Regions from separate parts of the Muntiacus reevesi genome. Here region 1 is linked to region 2. A link is a contact called in public Hi-C data. All regions are on one chromosome and are shown on one strand. The core of a region is the stretch at or near the end of the contact, and the rest is flanking DNA. Distances in the headings are between cores, read along the strand shown.

Region 1 (5,923 bases), core at 3,377-5,876, 510 kb after region 2:
AGTCCTGGGATCACAGCAGCAGCGGGCAACAACCACGGCTGCGTGAGTGGGGACTACTGCAGCCTCGGCGCCTCCAGACGGCGGGGGTTCTGAGAAGGCTGGGGGGGTTCTGAGGCGGCTGGGGGGGTTCTGAGACGGTGGGGGGGGGTTCTGAGACGGCGGGGGGGGGGTTCTGAGACGGCGGGGGTTCTGAGACAGCGGCGGGGGGGGGTTCTGAGGCAGCGGGGGGTGGTTCTGAGACAGAAAAAGAGAAAGCAACACGCAAAGCAACACATGGGAATGCATATTCCCATGTTTAAAAGGCAGAGAGAAGAGTCATTAGACTGTTGACTGCTTTAGGTACACCCAGAGACAGCACAAAGTCACCCCAGAAAGATGCAGAGGTGGCGGGAGACCCTGGTTCCTTTGGGAGCAGAGAAACCAGGTGGCTGGGGGTGCAAGAAAAGCCATGCACCGCAGACCTTTTTGACATGAGAACTGTACATCACGCGCAGTGATGAGTTTTGTTTATAAACACTTTTTTTTAATTAAAAAAAATTCCAAGAAGGCAAAAAAACTCCTAACAATCTGATTTTAAAACGGGCAGAGGATTCCATCCAACTGGTGTCTTTCTGAGAAAACACAGATGGCCAACAGGCACGTGAACAGATGCGCAACATCACTGGCCATCAGGGACCAGAGCAGGGCCAACGGCCGCCAGTGAGACCAGGCAGCCAGCGCTGGGGAGGACGTGGGCGAGGGCGGACCCGCGTGCGGCTGGTGCAAAGTGCAGCCCCCGTGGGAAACAGTGTGGAGGGTCCCCCCAGGCTGGAAACGGAGCTACCATCCAGCAATCCCACTTTTGGGTATTTACCCAAAGCAAAGGGACACAGTCGTTCAAAAAGGAACCTGCACCCCTGTGTTCACTGCAGCATTACTCACAATAGCCAAGAGATGAAAACAACCTAAATGCCCGTCGGTGGATAAGGAATGTGATTTGCACAGCGGGCCCGTCGGTGGATAAGGAATGTGATACATGCACAGTGGGATTATCGTTCAGTCGTAAAGAAGGAAGCCCTGCCATGTGCCACAACATGGACAGACGTGGAGGGCGTTTCTAAATGAAATACGCAGAAAAAGAAAAATACTGTATGATCTCACACATGGGAGAGTGGTGGAATCTTAATAAGCAAATGGCCACTTCCGCCACCAAACTAAATGAAAAGCAAGTGAGCTCGGGAATACAGAAAGCAGACAGGTGGCTGCTGAGCTGGCGGCTGGGCGACATGGATGAAGAGGGTCAGAAGAGCAAAGTGTGGGCCCCAGGCTGTCACGCGCAGTGCGCTGACTGCAGTTAAGACCACGACATGTCCCAACGACGGGATCGTGAAAGTCCTCATCAAGAGGGAAAAGGAGCGGAACTGTGTGCGGTGACGGTGACGAGCGTCAACTGGACTTACTGTGATCATTGTGCAATGGATACAAACCTCATATCCTTACATTACACATCTGAAACAATACAAAGTGATGTCAAGGGTACCTCAGAGAAAAGACACACAAGAAGAAGAAAGTTTAAAAAAACCCCAAAAGCCACAGAGCATCTATGACTCACCAGTGATGTCCTTCCCCGTGGCCCTGGGCTCAAAGTTCAGGGCATAGAGGTCAGAAACGGTGACGCTGCAGCCTTGCTGGCTCAGTTCAGCCACCGCCACGTCCTTCAGGGCCCCGTTGAAAGACCTGGGCTCTTGGTGTGCGTAGACGATGAGCACTTTCTTACCTAAATCCAGACAAGAAACCATTTCTCTTGAAGAATAACTCCCCTCTGTCAAAGCTGAACAAGGACCAAGCTGACAACAGGAGGCACACAAGGGCTGAGGCTAAGTGAGAAAGACCAACGCTTTTTACGGGAGACAGCTGCAAAACAATGCGCATTCTAAGAACCTAGCTCTATCAGTTCACCACTACTTGGGTTTACGGACACAGGAGTCGAGTTATGATTCCCCAAGAATAACACGACTGCATTCTTTTAAAGCCCAATCTGTTCTGGTTATCCACTATGAGACGTTTTAGCCGTGTTGCCTAAGATCAGAATTAGAAACTGCTGTGACTCATCTTTCGTGCTAACCCCTTGTTGGCAGGTCGGTCGCTGACACACAGCTCTGCTTCCTTCCTCTCCACTGAAAACTGACACATAAGATATATTAAAAAAAAAATCAGATATGAGTCCCCGGGGGACGCAGGGTCTGCATGAAGCCCGGCTTCGGTGGAGAGCCTGACAAGAGGCCCCACCCAGTGCCATTCATACCAACAGTCTCTGAAGCCACACGGTCCTCCAGGACATTCTCCGAGGTCATGTACCAGTTCCTTCCAGAAGGCAGCTGTGGGGATGTGTTTAAATTTTCCGTGGGAACCTCTTAAGACCAAAATATTTAAACTCTTGATCTATATTATTCTGTTCAGGCCCTTGAGAAAATATAAATGTTTGAAGCAAACAGCTTTGGGGCACTCAGCAGGGTGTAAAGGTTGAACTGCACGAGTGAAATTAATGATTAACAGTTTTAACTTCTCAGGCTCATTTGTTATAAAGGAACTTGGGGGCTTAACAGGAAACAGGATACAAATGAAATAGCCACACTGATGGTTCTAAACCAGGGAGACTGCTACCTCCCAGGGAGTGTTTCACAACATCTGGAGACATTTCTCGGTTGTGGCATCCGGAGGGAGCGCTGCTGGGATGTGGGAGACAGAGAGCCAGGCTGCAGGACACAGCACAGGAGAGGCCCCCCGACAGAGCGCGCTCTGGCCCCAGACGTCAGCAGTGCCGCAGTTGAGAAGCCCTAATGTACAGCATATGCATAAAATAACATGAATTTTTATCTTATGAAATGCAAGGATTTTCATGTTATAGTGTTGAACAAAAAGACGTCACAGCGGGATGCATGTGTCATGCGGTATTTCTAACTATGGTCACTCTCGGGGCTCACTCAGTATCTATTGATCGAGCAGCTATTATGTCCCAGGGGGTCATCCCAGAGGCTGGAGGCAAAGCAAAGACAAGATAAGCATTCTATTTTGTCGGGGCTGAAATGAACAATAAAACAAGTAAGAAAATACAAAACAAGATAATTCCAGGTTGCAGTCCACATTATAAACAAGTTTTATACAGGAGTGTTGTCTGGAGTTTTTATAAAAAAGTATTCAATTTCTAATAAATTTTTCATTTAACAAAGTTTTACTCCCCCATAGCTAATAGTTACCTGCCATGTCCCAGGAAGATGGGTATTTTTCTCTCTGAATCCTGTTGGGAGGAGGGTGTGCTGTTAGTCCTGGGTGCAGGGGGCCCTGAGCTCTCAGGCACGGTCACTCTCAGTGATGCCAACGACCTAGAAGAGGAAACAAATGCTGAGGGAGGTAGGCAGACTCGGTGGGCAGCAGTGGGCAGGATGAGGCAGGGGGAACGGCAAGCGCGAGGCAGCGTTGGGACTGGCCTGGGGTGCTCAGAGAGCCGACAGAGCGGACATGCGGATACAACAGAGCTGGGTGGTGCGGAATTTGGTCCAAGGGGTGGGTGGGTCAGTAGTGCGGGGGTGAAGACTTTATCCTGAGCCTAGCAGAAGCCCCCGGAACATGTCTGGAGAGTGATGGGCTGCAGACTCAGGGAGCATCTGGTCCTGAGATCTCCGGGGTCAGGGCCCAAAGACACTCTGGTTTGGGAAGAAAAGCTTTCATTTCAGTGACCACAGCAGGGGAGGCATCCCCTTACCGCTCTGCCTGGTCCAGGGTACCTAGTTACATCGCCTGCCAGGCCACTGCAGGCCTTGGAGTTCTGACTCCTCAGGGGGCCCAAGTCTGCTAGTTGTACGGAATGAGCCACTGAGGCCCAAGAAGCAGGCCACTTGTCCAGCACTTCCCTACTGACCTTGCTCCACAGCAGGGAGAGCCGTCTCCTTCCGTGGAGAGAGCGCTCTTACCAGGCCGGCAGGAAACAGAAGCGGGCGGCTGTTAAACTACATATATCATGCCACACCAACCCGGCTGACACCTTTTATGCACTCTATCTCGTTCCATCCTCCTCGACTGCTCCTCTCCTTGTCTTCCCTCCGTCCCCCCTGCTCCATACACAGCAGCGCAGGAAGCACACACCGAATACCCGTCCCTCTTCTGGATTTTCTGGCTGAGACCCTCAGGGACTAAGGTTGGAGAAGCAGAGTTTCGGGTCCTGGCACCCGGGGCAAAGGCCGAGCCGGAGCCCCGCGGGCCCAGGCCGGGTCTCCGCGCCGCCCGCTCGCTGACCCCAGGCGGCCCGCTCCCCGTCCGCGCGTGGGGTCAGCGCGGGCCGAGTCCAGGGCGGAGGGCAGCGGCCGGGGACAGCGCCGGGCCTGCGCACACCTGCGCCCCAGGCCTCGCACGTGCAGGGGGGAAGCTCGGGCAGGCGGGGGTGGGAGCCCGCGGAGACCCTGGCCCTGGGGAGCGGCCCCCAGCGAGCGCGGACACTCACCTCGGCCAACTCGCCCGAGAGGAGCGGCAGGACGAGGCTGAACGCCCGGCGTCCACGCCACGTTCCGCCGCGCGGACTACGCACTCGCAGGCGTCGCGAGCGGACAATGCGGCCGCGCTCCGCGGGGCTGGACGCTGGGACTCGGCGGGGGCCCCGCCCACGGCCCGCCCACGGCCCGCCCACGAGCGCCGAGGCCACGCCCACCCCGCCTCTCCCCGGAGCGCAGCCCCGCCCCCGACCTGTCTGGACCTCTCCTCGCGCTCGGCGGACCGCCCGGCATAGCCCCGCCCACAGCCCTTCGCCCCGCCCCTGCCCTGTCCCGGCCCCTCGGAGCCGGCCCGGGGGCTCCGCGCCGCGGCGGCTGAAGGGATGGCAGTTCTGGGAAGGGGGCCGCCGCGTCCGCCCCTAGGCCCACCGAGGGTCAGAACACTCAGCCGTAAAAAGGATGAGCGATCGGGGTCCCAGCAGCCGGGGCGAATCTGCAGAGAATCACGCTGCATGAAAATCGCCAGTCCTCGAGGGTTCCCCCGAACGATCACGTTTAGGCAGCACTCTTGAGATGAGATTCTAGAGGCGGAGAACAGGTTAGCGGTTGCCAGGTTTCTGGTGGGGGGGTGTGATTCTAAGAGGGACCTTGTGCTGATGGGAATGTGCGGTGTGTGACCGTTCCGGCGGTGGCGTTGTTCTGTGGTCTGGCCCGACGTTCTTATTGGGCAGGCTGGGGGTGAAGGGCACACCGGCAGCTTCAAGGCCAAGGAGATCCCCGGAGGGCAGAGAGGCACCGAACTGGAGCCTGCAGACGTGTGGGGGAGGGCTGCTGGTGGGCACTTTGGGCCGATTGTCTCTTTCCCCTCTTCCCAGCACTTTCTGGCCTGCGCCACCTCACTTGTAGACCCCCTGCCATTGGGACTCACTCGAGGACCCTCCCAAACTCTGCCTTGATTTCTGGTGTCCCGGGATGGCCCTTGGGGCTCTCCTGGTGGCTCAGATGGTAAAGAATCAGCTTGAAATGCAGGAGACCCAGGTTTGATCCCTGGGTCGGGAGGATACTCTGGAGATGTTCATGGCAACCCACTCCAGTATGCTTACCTGGAGAATTCCATGGACTGAAGGTCCATGGGGTTGCAAAGAGTTGGACACCACTGAGCGACTAACTCTTTCACCTTCAGGATGGGCCCAGAGAGCGAAGGCTGGTTCCCCTTCGAGCATAACTTTCCTGATGCAAACAGCTGCAGCTGCGGTTCCCACATCAGCGTTGGGGCGGTCTGTCCGAGGCTGCTGTCTTTCTTGGGTTCATGGTGAGGACACGGCCTCTCTATGCGTGCCGTGCCCTTGTGCCAGCAGTGGACAGGCCCCTTGTCTTGTGAGCCTGGGAGGCGCTGGGGCCATTGTCATTTTAGAATGACCTTTAGCTGGGGGAAAAGTTGTAGAGGCATTTCCAAATGT
Region 2 (6,038 bases), core at 581-3,080:
CTTAAAAAAAAACCTACTCAGACACTGCATTTCAGCATTCCCTGTGGGCAGCCAACATGGTACTTGCTTTCCTAGTAAACTGTCATTTTCTACATTAAAACATTTCAAATAAGTGAAAGTGGAACACATATAGATGGAACAGTCTGTGCGTACCAAGTGTGTGTGGGGTGTGTGTGTGTGTGTGTGTGAGGGAGAGGTGCAATAAATCTCAGTGCCATTCATACTGTAGGAGCCTAAATAAATATCATTATTAAATCTCGTGTTATTTGAGTATCTAAATAAACATGGCTGCATCCCTCCTGAAAAGGAATCTAAACCGTCCCTGAAATCAAATTAATGGACATAATACTATAGAACTTTAAACAGATTACTAGAAAAATCAGCTGCATAGCCTAAGATTTTCATAAGATCTTCTCATGAAGCCCGGAACAAGGCCTCACTGTGAACTCCGTGAAAAACAAAAAGAGGCAAAGTCTACCTAAAACTTCAGAACCCACCTGCCCTCTTTTAAGTCAAACTGTGAAGATGAACAGAGCAGCTTTCAGAGTCCCTAAACGAAAAACTTCTGGTAACTCTCTCTGCCTAGATGAGCAAAGCAAACCCGCGAGCGGTCCGACACTGGACGCACAGCGGTGAAGCGATGGGCCGGCTGGGGAGGTGCAAAGATTTCTCCTCTTGTCAGTCCAAAGTTGCTGGGAGACTACCTCTACCTCTTTCTTAAGACTGCTGGAAACAAATCAGATAATGAGGATACAAGCCAAAAAAAAAAAAAAAAAAAAAAGGCGCTACAAAAATACTGTCTTAAAATGCATTCTCTCTCTTAGGTTCCTGAGCTTTCCTAGCAAACACACGGAAAACAGAATACACTGCTCTCAGTTAAGGGAAGGGTTACCCTACCGATGCGGTCCACTCGGCCGCATCGATGCTTTACGTTAGCTTGATTACAGACACGAAGCGCTCCGGTTTGCAAGTAGCTGACCATTCCCACTCCTTATTTCACTGGGGCTCCCAGACAAGCGCTGTAAACTCGGGCCAAAAACCCTAGGCCTCAGAACCGAGCACTTGGTCTTACTTTGCCTCGAGTTTGCGAACCGGGAGACCAGCTGCACTAGGCAGAGAAGGGGAAAACACCAAGGGGACGCTGGGGCCGAGAGCACCGTGCGGGAAGGAGGGAGCACCCCGCCAGCCGAGGCTCCGAGCGATGAAGGAGGGCGCGCCCGGCGCCCCTCTGCTCCCGGCCCGGAAGACTGACACCGGCGGCGGCGCGGGAGCCGCCTGCGGAGAGGAGCGCTCGGGGCTCGCCGTCGCGCGGGCTGCTCCGGAAGACCCGCTCGTCGCCTCAGAGGCGGGCAGGCGCGCCCGCGCCGCGGCCTCGCGCTCGAGACCCGTAGAGGCCGCTCGCGCCCTCGCCTCCCTGGGCAACGCCGCTGCGGGCCCCGGAGGCCCTCGATCCAACAGCCGGGGCCTCCGGGCGGGCGGAGCGCCGAGGCCGCCCTCCCGCGCCCCCACGGCGCCGCGCGGGAGGCAAAGTTTGGCCGCGACCGCTGGGCCGCGAAGTTTCCCGCCCGCTCGCCCGCCCGGGCGGCGCTCAGCCCGTCCCCTCTCGGCCCGCCCCTGGCGCCGGCCCTCCGCGCCCCCGGACTACTTACTCTGGCTGTTCCCGCAGCGACGGCGCCTCCGCGGCGGCCATCTTGAACTTCCTGACTCCTCGGCGGCGGTGGCGGCGGCTCCGCGGACGGCGGAAGCCAGGGGAGGCGGAGGAAGAGGGAACGGGGCCGTCGCGCATGTGCCGACAGCGTCGGGACCCGTGGAGCTCGGCGTCGCTCGAAAAATCCGGATATACAAGCGCATCCGGGGACGGAGCGCACTGGCGTCGTGACGCACTTCCGGAAGGGGCGAGGCCGCGGCCGCCCTGGCCGGGGCTTTAAAGGTGCGCGCTCATTGGGTAAGAACCGTCATCAAGTTCTAGGAACCTGGAGAAAGGATGGAAGGTGGAGGGGTCCGCATCCGGGGCGCAGTTCCGAGAATTGGTCTGTTGTGGGGCCCAGACTCGGGTGAAAATTTTCAAGCTGGGCAAACAAGATGATTTTGCTTCTTAAATGCCTTCTTATCCCTTAGCTAACTCAGTGTGAAGCGGTATTAAGAGAAAGTTTGTAGACAGGCATTTTGCCTGTAGACAGGCAAGCTAGGGCTGTACCTAGAACATAGAGAACTACTAGTATTGGCACGTTCGTTTGAAACTTTGGGAACTTTGTTTCAGATTTTGTTGAGCCCATACGTCAGGAGTCCGTTACTCCTGTCCAGGTTCTCTGGACCTGTAGACTGAATTTTTAAGTGACATTTCTGGTCCAAATAACTTTGTGATTTTGTTTTTCTATAATAATGGAATCTACAGTAATGAGATGAAATGAAACACCGTATGTGAAAAGTTACTGCCTCTTGGTTAAAAGTTACTGTCTCTAGCTGACTCACTTGAGAAGACCCTGATGCTGGGAAAGATTGAAGGCGGGAGAAGAAGGGGACGATAGAGGATGAGATGGTTGGATGGCATCACCGACTCATGGACAGGAGTTTGAGTAAACTCCGGTAGTTGGTGATGGACAGGGAGGCCTGGTGTGCTGCAGTCCATGGAGTCGCAAAGAGTCGGACACGACTGAGCGACTGAACTGAACTGAACTGTCTGTTGGAGAGCTTTCAATAACATGTAGGTTTTTACATTCTCTTTCTTTCTCTGAAGAGTATCTTTCTTCATACTTGAGCCTAAAAGCAAGGTGGTGATCACTTTTATTCTTGTAATCAAATGAGTTTGGGTTTGATTTAGAAATCTGAGTTCAGAATAGCTGAGCTTATATGTCTCTTGATTGTCAGAGGGGAAGAGTTAAAATATTCTTTTAAAATAAGTCTCTAGTTGGCTGAATCCCAAATGTGTTAAAATGTTAAGCATTTTCCCCTCATGGACTTTATTAATACGGAATACTAAATACTTGGATGTTTATTGACTTCTGTGGGTTCCCCTACCCTCACCCCACACCCATTGCTGCATTTCTTCGAATGGTCCTTAACTGTTTTCTTCAAGAAGGGTTTCTTTCTTTCTCCTTAATTATCAAATTTAGGTATAACTTAGAAGGCTTCTTTCAAAGGAAATAGTTTTCAGAAATGTGTTAAGAATGGTTTATATTTTCACCCATATATTTATTGATGTACTGGTAGTGTGTAGGTTGGAATTTCAGAATTCTGCTAATTGTTCCTATCTCTAGATTCTCATCCAGGTATATCTTTTTAAAAGGTATTATGTATACAGCAATACAGCAGTCTTATATTTACTATTTATTATATTCTCTGTCCTACGAAGGCAAGGCCGTGTGTCACGGTGTTAAGAATAGCTTAGATACGTTATTAAAATAACATTAGTACGTTATTTTTAAATATATAATTTTAAAGTGAAAATAAACATGGTGTATGTAGTACAAACCTATTACAGACCTCTTCTTGGAAGTGAGTACAAGCCTGTAAGAGATCTCATCTTGGATATATAGTAGAATAATACACTTTAAGGCAAAAGAAGCCTAATAAACTGGCACTCAGAGGTAAGGTGACTTGATTGTGATGACTCAGTTCCCAGGTGCCAAGCCATGGTTTAAACTGAAATTTCTCAAGTCTGCACTCTTCATTCTTACTGTGCTGTTTCCCACAGAAAAGTCATTTGTTTAGCATCTCCCGATAGTGCACCCATCCACACAGTTCTTTGGTTTTCAAATGCTTTTTGAATATAAGTAATGGAAAGGGTGAGGAGGGCATGGCAACCCACTCTAGTATTCTTGCCTGGAGAATCCCTTAGACAGCCTGACGGGCTTCAGTCCATAGGAATACAAGAGTTGGACATGGCTAAAATGACTTAGCATGCATGCAAGGGAAAGAGTACTGGATTGGTACTAGAAATTCCTTATTTTCTCTAGGTCCAGAAACTGTAGTCTCTTTCTTGTTGATTAGTGGCGTGCTTATACATCAGTCTGTTTCCTCAGCCTTAATGTGGTCTCCCTGGCCCCAGCCCCACTCTCTATTTCTTTGCAGCATCTTTAACGTGGAGATTAAACGAAGCATCCTGAGTGTGGGGAAGGATGGGTGGGGAACAGAGGAACTAAGGGTCAGGTTTGAATCCTGATTATGGCTGGCTCAAGTTGAGACTTGGACAAATCATTCAAGTTTTAAAAGAGAGCATAGTGAAAATGAAGCTTGAGAAAATGATGCTGGCAAAGATCTCCTTTAAAAATGTCTCACCAAATTCGCTCGCACGGTGCTACTTCTGGAGAGTGCACTAGGACAGGATTTGTCAAGGACTCACTCCAAACTGCTGTTTTGGAAGTTCGTTTTGGAAGAAGCGGCGCTCTCTGAAGGCAGAGTTAAAGCAAACGTCCGCTTATTACTTTAATCGTTCAGCAGACGTTTCCAAAGCAACAGACTTAAGCCCGACTTTTCATTTTCAAACCCGAAGCCCATCGTTGCAACCGCGCCGCTTTTTCCTTCCTGCGTTCGGAGACCTTTGCTCCGGAAAGCTGCCGGGGCAGAGCCGCCGGGAAGGGCTGGCCCCGCCCACTGGAAGCCCATGGGGGCGGGGCCTCAGCGGAGGGCAGGGCCCCGGTGGTGAGGCTGGGTTGCTCAGAGGGGTGTGGGATCTTCCCCGACCAGTGATTGAACCCCAGTGTCCAGCATTGGCAGGCGGATTCCTGTCCTCTGCGCCACCAGGGAGATCCCTAAAGTCTGGCTTTTAAAAAGCTCAGCTATCAGCTTTGTGAGGTAGACCTCTATGTTGTGAGTATATGAGGGGAGTGTTTTTGTAAACTGGGTGGAATCACAGATAACTCGGTGTCATTTCAGCAACGTTTTACCTCCACATTTATAATACATTGTAAAATTGTGTGCCTTGCAGTGAAGATTTAACACCCAATTGTATGTCAATCATCTCAATAAAATTGAAAAAAATTTTACCACCAGCTTTTTAAAATGCCTTTTTGTGCATTTCTTTCTTTTTTTTCTGTTTGTAGGTATGCATTGTTAAACTAATGAATTTGAATGTAAATTCCAGTACATTTCCTGTGCTCCTGACATTTAGCAGAGGAAAGCATAACTTCAATCCTTCTTTCCTCGGGGAAGACTTTGAAACTCAAATTGCACACTTGGGAGAATAATACTTTCCTTAGAGATAAGTGGGTACAATCTTTACCAAATCACCAGCAGCACAAAGAACAACCTTGGGAACCACATTTTAATTTCCTGTTGAATGACAGGTGGTATTATGGTTTTGAACCAGAAATGAAAACCCACTCAGATGAAAACTTCCAAGTTTTAGAATGTAGATCAGTCAGAAAACAGAGGAAATCTGGAAACAACACAACAGTGTACTGGGTGCCCTCAGACTGCAGTTCTGTGTCAGATCCTAGCCCGGGTCACAGCAGCGGTCCTCGCGGGCCCTAGAGATGAGCACGCTATAGAAGATGGACGGTTCCTGCGAACTGGCTGGCCTCTCCTGTGGCTCATATCCTCTGCCCTAAAAGCAGGCAGGAGAGACTGAGACCCAGCCAGAGCGCTCCCTAACTGTGGTTCTATGCTGAATTTCTCCTTTACAACCTCAGAACCGTGGGAGAATTCAGTCTCCAAAGCAGTTTCAAAATGAGAACTGATAAAAAAAAGAAAAGGAGGAAGAAATGACAATCGAGTTCACCTCTTAAAATGTGATGAAGGAAGCCTTCTATGTAGCCTGTTTCTGTTTTGTTTGTTTGTTTGTTTTTAATATTTATTTACTTGGCTGCATTGTGTCTGAGTTGGAGCAGGCTGGATCTTTCCTTGCAGCTCACAGACTCTAGTTGTATCGTGCAGGCTCAGTAGTTGCGGGTAGGGGACTTACCTGCCTCCCCTGCACGTGGGATCATTCCCCAACCAGGGATGGAACCGACGTCCCCTGCTTAGCATGGCGGATTCTTAACCGCTGGACCACCAGGGAAGTCCTTGTGTAGCCTACTTTAGACCGAAGTTGTACTAAA

What was found. A called contact is a pair of places that touch in the nucleus more often than the background predicts.
Region 1: a contact with region 2 is called in a Hi-C map of muscle, with 4 times the contacts expected there. The contact joins the promoter of NQO2 here to the promoter of PRP4K in region 2. A contact is called at or near these places in 2 of 3 Hi-C or Micro-C datasets (blood and muscle).

The regions. Positions count from the first base shown.
Region 1 is chr20:50,701,287-50,707,209 of mMunRee1.1, forward strand. NQO2 (N-ribosyldihydronicotinamide:quinone dehydrogenase 2) reads right to left here and starts at 4,627. Exons shown (of 7, transcript XM_065913408.1): 1 at 4,478-4,627; 2 at 3,237-3,362; 3 at 1,592-1,756. The coding sequence starts at 3,243. The region is part of intron 1 of LOC136151943 (a long non-coding RNA gene); the gene reads left to right.
Region 2 is chr20:50,192,127-50,198,164 of mMunRee1.1, forward strand. It overlaps PRP4K (pre-mRNA processing factor kinase PRP4K), which reads right to left and starts at 1,831. Exons shown (of 16, transcript XR_010660002.1): 1 at 1,650-1,831.